Linked DNA regions of Mus musculus: region 2 is linked to region 1. Evidence: chromatin contacts called from public HiChIP or PLAC-seq data. All regions are on one chromosome and are shown on one strand. The core of a region is the stretch at or near the end of the contact, and the rest is flanking DNA. Distances in the headings are between cores, read along the strand shown.

What was found. HiChIP or PLAC-seq counts read pairs in DNA pulled down with a chosen protein or histone mark.
Region 2: a FOXA1 HiChIP or PLAC-seq map of pancreatic cancer cells shows a contact between it and region 1. The contact joins two enhancer-like sites. A contact is called at or near these places in 1 of 115 datasets of contacts at active chromatin or transcription factors (pancreatic cancer cells) and 1 of 9 other capture datasets (liver).

What each region holds. Positions count from the first base shown.
Region 1 is chr12:118,834,329-118,839,247 of GRCm38.p6, reverse strand. No RefSeq gene overlaps it. Among named protein-coding and RNA genes, the nearest start is that of Sp8, 10 kb to the left of the region's middle. Within about 2 kb of position 2,472, at least 92 of the 459 cell types and tissues checked have an H3K27ac peak or open chromatin away from gene starts, as enhancers often do. A contact at or near this core is called in pancreatic cancer cells, where this site is marked.
Region 2 is chr12:119,424,098-119,429,016 of GRCm38.p6, reverse strand. It overlaps a transcript of Macc1 not described here. Among named protein-coding and RNA genes, the nearest start is that of Macc1, 17 kb to the left of the region's middle. Within about 2 kb of position 2,981, at least 30 of the 459 cell types and tissues checked have an H3K27ac peak or open chromatin away from gene starts, as enhancers often do. A contact at or near this core is called in pancreatic cancer cells, where this site is marked.

The DNA.
Region 1 (4,919 bases), core at 1,223-3,722:
GGTCTATATGCAGTCACTGTCTTAAGAGAGGCATTCATCACTTTACATTCTTTCCCACCTGAATTTTGAATTAGTGGGCGAAGGTGGGGGGGGGGCAGGCAGTAGGGTTTATACATTTTGAATCAATCTCTTTCACTTTAAAGAATATTAAGATTTTTTCCCTTTAATCCACATATAAAGTAACACCCCTAACCCTGGGTTCAAGGGCATTAGATTCCACATCATTAGAGTCAAGTTCCCCAGAAGAAACCCCTCCCATCTAGAAAGAGCAGGGTATTTTTTTTTCTTGATAAGAACCATGCCTGTATTCAGCAGTAGTTACTTTTAAAGAAGACATTCAGTCTTTGTTCTTGTTTATCAATTAGAAAAGTAATGAATGTTGGTAATCTTAAAACGTTTTCAACCTATCATTCCAATTTGAATTATGCTACGAAGCTTTGTTTCCTTCAAACACTTCAAATCATGTACTACCTCAATATTAGCCAAGAAGGTTCTGTCTCAAATAAGAAGAACCCTGCTGTCCACCAAAGGAGTCTGCCCCATTTTAATTCAAAATAAGACCCAGAATTGCAGAGGGAGGCAGGATCAAACTTTTCTTCTAAGCAATGCCTGCACTTAACCGGCCACAGCCAGTGTCATTCCTCCTTCTGTCTCCTTTGTCCTTATTGAAATGAATCATTCTATTCAAAACTCCTCCCTGGCTTTTTGGAGGAGGAGAATCCATAAGGTAAAAGAAGCTGAATTGATTATTGTCGTGTCTGTAATTGCTCTAAAAACACTATCCAAGGCAGCCTCATAAGGCAAACACATTGGTCTTTGATCAACACTGAAGAAAGCAAACATTTGTAAAACAGACCCACAACTACACTGTCCACACTTGGTATTTACAGCCCTCAAATGGAGTGTCCATTACTTTCAAAGGGACAGCTATTAAGGACAGAGTTTTTCTGTAGATGGTGCTTTGGTGGTATTCCAACCTGAATATATCCCCCGCCCCCACCCCTTGGTGCTGTAGGGAAAAATCGGTTGTCATCAACCAGAAAGAGGTTACCAGTGTGATACTTTCTTTGCCTGTATACTTGAAATATGGACAGTAACTGACCCACATCCTTTGGTTTGGTTAAGAAGAAAGTGAAGTGATTGCTAGAACTCACCAGGTGGATCCTTAAGAACAAGGGGGAAAAGCAAGCCAAGAGCCCACAACTAACTAAAATTTGCAAGTTTTTAAGTTAAAAACCGCACTAGTGTTATTTTACTGACTGACATTGGGCTATCGATCATGTTAATTCATTTCGTGTTTTAATCAACATTATAAAATATAACAAATTGTTTATTAGCACATAGTGTTTAAAACTTCACTATATACTTTTGATATTCATAAATAATTTTATTGGGTAAATTGCCAAACGAGTCAAACATACACTTTTTCTTAAGCGACGATGAGCAGAATTTCCTTCCCCTTAGCTTCCTCAGGCAAGATTTAGGAAGAGAAACCCCAAAATGGTTAATAATGGGTGGGAGAAATTGTAGGGTGTGAAGTCTGAAGAGAAATTACAACCCAGTGCTGACTTTGAAGGTGCCTGTTACGCCCCAGTTCAGAGCTCAGCTTCAGAGGGACTTGAACTTCGTTCTCGCCCCTCTCAGGGCAGGGCCCACTGAGGATGCCCGCACGCAGAGAATCACCCAGAGCTGCGGTTTCTGCATTTAATTGTTCTAGTGCTTCAAATTGGCCCCTGCTTTCATGAAAACTCGGCCGTTTTTGATATACCGATTCACCTGGCTGGCCGTTTCTGTGTTATGCCTAAGATACTGGAAGATTCTAAGAAGGAGAGATGGGGAATGGACAGGCTCCAGGGGTCTCCTCCACTGTTGGAGGCAACCGCCCAGCCTCTCCCAGCATCTCAGAAGGGCAGTCAGCTTCAGCAGTATTGCTGGTTTTAGGGGTGGAGTGAAAGTGAATGGAGGGCCACTTTTCCCACCAGTCGCTTGAGAAAGTCACTGCTGACGGTGAAGCAGTCATAGGAAAGTATGACAGCTCCAGACTGAGGGGCAGAGAGAAGGCGTCGGGATTCTCGGCTTTAGGGCTGCTCCCCGAATATTCAGGTCCTCAGTAGTGCTCTCTTTCCTGCCGACCCGCCTTCCCCAATTCCTTTTCTCCAGCCTGGGAGCGCACGCGTCCCGGACCAAGGTCCGACTTCTCTGAAGAAGAAGGAGCACGCCCCGGGTTGCTTGTTGCGGGCCGGGCCCCGCCCCGGCCCTCCCTCGGCCCTCCCATCCGCTTAGCCGAGCTCCCCCGCCTTGCTGTACAGACACGGTAGCCTCAGGCTCCGGGGCTGAGGGCCGTGTCTGCTCTCGCCAAAGGGGAGTCACCAGCGCGCCCCGGGACGGCGGCTGCGCACGGGTTGCAGCGCGGGTCACCGAGCGGCTCCTCTGCGGGTGCGCTGCGGCTCCCACCCCTAAGCTTAGCTGCCCGCCCTGATCCTCCCAGCTCCTCCCCGACCCTCCTCCGCGCCCTCCCCCGGAGAGCTTGCACACCCTGCGGGCGGGAAGGGGCCGCCCTCGGGGCGGACAAAGGGGCTGGAGGGGCGGGAGGGGGCTGAGGCTGGCACGCGCGGCCGCGGGAGGGGCCCGTCGCTCCCCGGGCCGCCCACCTGACACCTGCTCTGAGCGATGTCCTGGAGGCGGGTGCGAGCGCGGGGTCGCCGCCGGGTCAGATTGTAGCGGACTTTCCCTGCCTGGGCAATAGCTAAGCCCACTGTGGCCAAAGCTCCCTCACGGATCTTGGCTTCTTTTGAAAAGTGAGGTGCTGATTCTTATGTCCGGAATTCTGTATCAGCATCACCCGCCGAGCTATTCCAATTACCTGGCAGGTTTCTGGGCCAAATCCTGAGGGTCAGTTTAAGTTTTGTGGCTATACCTGTGTATTGTATATTTCCACCAAGTGCTCACGCCCAATGCTGCTGATCCAGGCACCGCACTGATAAGAACAGTACTGCTGTTCATTCTCCACTACCCTTCACCGTAGAGGACAGGACCCCAAGCCACAGGAGGTTAACACTCCTGTAGGTGAACTTCAGGCACACCGACTGCATTTCCCTTGTGGAAACTCTGAGTCTGACCAAAGCCTGGAGATAATCTTCATTCTCCTTCAGTAAAGACCGAGGCCTCAGCCCAGAGTGCCACTACCCACTTAAAGATCAGAATCAGAGTTTTGAGTCTCAGCACCTACACATAGATTCAGAGAAAAGTAACTTTTATTTTCCTTTGGTCTCCTTAGTCCAGCCTGGCCTTAAACTTGCCACAACCCTCCTGCCTCAGCCTCCAAAATGGTTGGGATTGCAGGCATGACCCATAAGGCCCTGATTTCCCTTTTTATTTACTGACAATCTCTGGCTTTTTTTTTTTCCTCTCTCTCTACTCTTTTTCTCCTCTCAATCCTATGCCTTGCACATTTTTATTGCATTATGTTGTATTATATTGAGGATCTAAAAGATTTTAAAGCAGCAAAGCTAGTAAACAGTAGTGATTTAAACAAACCTTTAAAAATCCACAATTTTAGATTTGAAATGTTCTCTTTTTTTGAGAAATAATCTATGTATGTAAAGTGAATGTAATTAATTTTATCATATTAAGTACACCTCTATCCTCTCAAATCTTATTCCTTTAAAAATGCATTTGAAAATCCAACTTGAAATATATTTTGACATCCCAACCCAGTGAGATTTAGTTAAGGAAAACTACCCAAAAAAGACTTGCTAAACTTTTCTTATCCCCAGTGGGTGGTGTTAATTATCTAGTTTGAGCCTTGTAGTTTTCATTGTCAAATACTTGGGTTCTCTGAAAGGGAAGAAAGTTGGGGACTTGCATTCACTGTTTTTCAAGAGGAGATTAAACACAAAATTGATTTAATGGAGCATCTGTAATCTTAAATACAAGAAGTCAAGAGCTAAAGCTGTAATAGGAAGGTTAGCTTTCCCCCATTGTTCCCGCAATCTAACTCATATTTTTGGAACTTAATTATCAACGAAAGCTACTACATCAGTGCAATACAGTATAGGCAAATTACAAGACCTTTTACTTCTCCCAACTGGGTTTAAATTGCAAATCTTAACACTGAACACTGTGCTTTTGGCATTGAATATTCAATACAGTGAAATGTGTTTTAAGTGAACCACCCAAGGGCCCAGGAACATTTGCTTAATAATGATACTCTGCAATTCTATAGGGCCTTTCAAGCAAGGATCTCAAGTGGAATGCTCTTTAACTATACCCTGCATGGGAAACCTTGGGGATATTTTAAAGTGCTCACTTAAGGCCTATTGGAAAGAATCTTTTAGTATAGATTTCACAGTATGGTTTTAAGAAATGAGGGACTACAGAATTTTCAGTCTCAGGCATATCATATTCATGGAGGTTTGATGGGTATTGAATGTTTATTACTTATTTTATGTGGTGCTTAAAAATGCACTTTTGGGGTAACTTTTTTATTTTGATAATTTCAAACCAACAAAAAAGCTGAAAATAATGGTCCTATGAAACATTTCATTTCAAAGAACCTATTTCCTATGCTTAAGGTTATTAGTTGTTAAAATTTCATTGCTATTGTTTAGGTTTTCTCTAGGTTGATAGAAGATGGATGGATAAATAGATAGATGAATAGATGGATGTCATTGCTATTTACTCTATCTGGCTAGATACAAGAATCAGATTATTTACAACTGGAGCTGCCCTTAAGTTCTGCCCAGAGAGTATTTTTCTGTATACCCTTAATGCTATTATAGAAAATTCTCTTTATATTCTACTCATTGGGGTTCACAAGCATTAGCATTCCAGGGACTTTACTTATGTTCAGAACATTCATAAATTGTGTCAAGGTTGTCTATGATATACATAACTTTAAAATACTACCCTATAGTGTA
Region 2 (4,919 bases), core at 1,732-4,231, 590 kb before region 1:
TCTGTCTCCCAAGTCTTAGAATTTCAGGTATGTACCACTGGTCCTTCTGGTAGCCATCTGCACCCGGGAGCTAGGGCTGTCCCACAGCCCTCTGTGCATGGGTTCTGCCAGAGGTGAGCTGGTCTCCAGGGAGTGCTCTGACTCCCAGGCTTGGAGGTAAGATCTCTGTTTTCTCTCTGGTAACTTTCCAAGGCAGGTCCAGTCAAGAGTGCACACAAACAGCAGAGCAGCTGGGACAGGGTCCTTCCTGTTACCATCTGCACCTGGGAACTGAAGACAAAGGTTTACAGGTCTACAGGAGGGACAAGTTCCAGCCAGAGACAGCAAGACCAACTAACACCAGAGATAACCAGATGGCGAAAAACAAGTACAAGAACCTTACCAACAGAAACCAAGGCTACAGGGTATCGTCTGAACCAGTTCTCCCACAACAGCAAGTCCTGGATACCGAAACACACCGGATAAGCAAGATTTGGACTTAAAATCACATCATATGATGCTGATAGAGGACTTCAAGAAGGAAATAAATAACTCATTTAAAGAAATACAAGCAAACACAGGTAAACAGCTAGAAGCTGTTAAAGAGGAAACACAAAAATCGCTTAAAAAAATTACAGGAAAACACAACCAAACAGGTGAAGGAATTGAACAAAACCATCCAGGATCTAAAAATGGAAATAGAAACAATAAAGAAATCACAAAGGGAAACAACTCTGGAGATATAAACCTAGGAAAGAGATCAGGAGTAATAGATGCAAGCATCACCAACAGAATACAAGAGATAGAAGAGAGAATCTCAAGTGCAGAAGATACCACAGAAAACATTGACACAGCAATCAAAGAAAATGCAAAATGCAAAAAGCTCCTAACCCAAAACATCCAGGAAATCCAGGACATAATGAGAAGACCAAACCTAAGGATAATAGATAAAGAAGAGAGTAAAGATTTCCAGCTTAAAGGGCCAGTAAATATCTTCAACAAAATTATAGAAGAAAACTTCCCTAACCTAAAGAAAGAGATACCCATGAACATACAAGAAACCTACAGAACTCCAAATAGATTGGACCAAAAAGAAATTCCTCCCGACACACAATAATCAAAACACCAAATGCACAAAACAAAGAAAGAATATTAAAAGCAGTAAGGGAAAAATGTCAAGTAACATGTAAAGGCAGACCTATCAGAATTACACCAGACTTCTCACCAGAGACTATGAAAGCTAGAAAATCCTGGGCAGATGTTATACACTAATCCTGGCTTTAATTGTGATGGTTTTAAAGAAGAATACGATGTGCTATAAGAACATTAGAAAGGAGGGTCCTGAATGTGTAGCTCATAGGTAAAGTGCTTACTGATATGATAAAGGCTCAGAGTCCAATCCCTAGTACCATGAAAAAATATTAGAAAGTAGAAAAAAGGAGAAACACTATGTAGATTTAAGTGTCATTCTAGTTAAATCTAGTTAAATTGTTCAATCTGACTGCAGTCCTTGCATCTCTTTGGAAAGGATAACTGAAAAATACTGTTATAATTAGAATTTATCAGTATTTTCGCAGTAAAATGTAATGGCTTTCAGCCTATTCTTGCTCCATCATTAATGTATAGAATTAATCACAAATCCTAGTAACCACAGAAACATACTCTTAGATCAATATTTTGTATATAACCACTGTTAAACATAATGTATTTTTGAATATACAAGTATGTGGATTCTAACTAAATTAAGTATATTTATAAGAGAAATGGAAAAACAAATGCAAAGGAAATCCTCAGAAGTCAGAATCATCCTTCAATATTTTTCTTTCATAAAATCAACTTAAAACTTGAAGTCATTAAGCAGCCCAAAGCCATTATGAACCTTTGTAAGTGGGAGCATCCATTTGTCCATACAGCCTTTACTCCAAGGTAAATGGACTTTTCTCTCTGCTGAGATCTTTTGCTATTCTGAGGAACAGCAGTCAGGCACCAGATCAGGAGCTACTGGAGGAATGCCTAGAGTTTTGTGCATAGCACCACCTGGTGTCAGCTCAGGGTCTTTCTAGAGAGCAGTGCTAAGATTTTATACCATCCTCGCTTGCTCCCTGGCCTCTCTGGACAGCATTGTATAAAATAGTGACTTTAAACCATTCCTCTGCATAAAAGTCAATTTGGAGCTTTAAAAAAAGACAAAAGACAAAAAAGAAACAGCAAAACAGACAGAGTCTAAGACAGAGTTCATACTTACATACATATATATATGCGCGCACACACTGGGAGCTTCTGTTACACAAAGACTACTAAGGGGCACTGGAATATGAGGTTCTGAGAATATGAATGTTTCACTTGTTTTGTCTTATGTAAGCACATTGCTGGGCATATAAAGTAAATTGCAGTTCAAATATATAATATTCTTTTAAGACAATAGTCCACTGGCCAAGAGACCTATTGGGACCATGTTATAGACATAACACTTAAATATTGCATAGGAAAATCTTGACTCCTTTATGACATTATTTCTTGTGGTTCAGGTGGAATTCCATAGCTCAGCACCAAAGTAAATAGATGGTGAAGACTGAGATTAGCTGCTCATATGAATGTGTATTTACCCACCATTACTCATTTCAAAAGCCTCTGACACACAGACAATCTGATTCATCCTGGCTACATGCCATCTTAGCCCATGCCATCATTCAGGTCATACCAGAGACACTGCTATTAGCTTACTTTAGGGCTGACAAGGACAGCTGAGATTAGCACTTTTGGTTTTGTTGAAGAAATTAGCTCTGAATGTGGGGCTAAATGAACTCTATTATCTTTTAAAGAGTAATTGTGTCACCTGAACATGTGTAATATGGATAATTGCTTCTCTTTTAGTACACAGGTACCAATGTAACTTTTAGAAATAAACAGACTCAAGGAATTGGGTGAGTGAACAGATGATTACATGAATGAAAGAGCAGCATAGACTGAGCACTGCAGTGTGACTTCTGTGAGCAGGGACTGCCTAAGTCAGCTTTGGATCCCAACACTTGCCAGGACTCATGAAGTAAGCTCTTAGCAGTATTGATGGAATGGTTCAAAGTAAATAATGCACTCTGTCAATGTGTGTCAAAAGATATAAGACTATTAAACGGGACTTGCCAGAGAACTAGATAGCTACTTATCTATAATTACCGTGGTGAGACTTCCCCTATCTAAAATGCACAGAGTTCATTGTAGTGCAAGAAAAAAATGTGAAGAAATTATTCCAAACCTTTTAAGTTAAAAGACAGTGAAACTACCTGCTAGAACTCATGTGGAAGAAAGACATTTTAGAATGGTTATGTAAATTTTATATCGTCAACAAAAACAATGTTAGCAAATACATAATGATACAGGAAATTACTAAAAAATGTAATAATATTTTTGTTCAAAAGCAAGATCTATGGTTTGGAGAGATATAAAGCTCTTCCAGAGGCCCTGAGTCCAATTCTCAATACCTATGTTAGGAAGCTCACAACTACCTGTAGTTCTAGCTCCAGAAGGATTAAACACCTCTGGCCTTTAATGGCACCTACAGTCTTGTGGAGATAGGAATATATACATACACACACACACACACACACACACACACACACACACATACATACATACATACATATGTACATACATGCATACATAATTAAAAATAATAAAATGAAATAAAAGCAAGATATGTATTATAATTTGATGTCTTATGTGCATGCAAATACATTTAATACAGAAAAGTACAATAATAAAATTCTCATCCTCCCAAAATACACTTTTGACATTTACTTTATATCATTCCAAATGCCACATTCTCATTTATTCACATAACATACTATCATAAAAATATAAATCATACATTAAAGGAATGTATATGGCCAGACACACTGATGGATGGTTGAGACCCCAGCACTGAGGAGGCTAAAGCAAGAAAATTTGAGTTCCAAATAAAGTTAAAATTAATTTATATATTCATATGTGAATTAATATTCACATTCCTTTATGAGTAATCAATCACAATTTCTGTATTAGTTGCTTTACTGTTGTTACAATAAAACACCTTGACCAAAGCATCTTACAGAATGGTTTATTTGGGCTTATGGTTTCAAGGCAGTAAGAGTCTGCCATGCAGGGAGGCATGGCAGCAAGTGAAAGGCATGACATCTGTAACAGAATGCTGATGTAAGCGCAAAGCAAAGAGAGTAAATTATCACTGGCAGGAGGTCTTTTAATCTTAAGGCTTACCTCCAGCAATGTACTTCCTCTAGCAAGGCTATGCCTCCTAGACCTTCCCAGACAGCACTATTAACTGGTGATCAAGTATTTAAATGCCTTAGACTATGGGGAACATCTCATTCAAACCACCACAGCTATAATATCCACTCATTTGGTCTTTACACTTAGTGTTTCAAGAACAATTTATTACACCATTGACTATTTTTAGAAAAATGTTATATTTATTTATTCATTTAGGGCAGAGGATTATGCATGTCATGGTTCACAAGGCAGGTTTAGAAATAAAATCAGATGTCAAATATGCAAACTATAAACTATAAAAATTTATAAAGGTCTTGTGTTTTTTAAACCAAGATTTATGTTTTCATTCCTAATTATATGGGGAATATTGTCTTACTGTATAAAAGACCATGACTTCATTTCATCATGTATTCAAATATGAAAATAGATTATACGGATTAAGTTTGAAGAATCTTTGACAATTTTACCTTAATAGAACTGTGGAAATAGAAGTTAAATTTAAAAAGAAGAGTTAGAGGAATTCATATGAAATAAAACAGCATAGAACTGTATAGTGGGATTAAGCTAATTTGCCTAATCACACAATTAAGAATGGTAGTGCAGATTTAACACAATGTCCACTTATTTCCAAATCCCAGGCTGGAGTCACTATGATTTTCATTTATTACATTACAAAT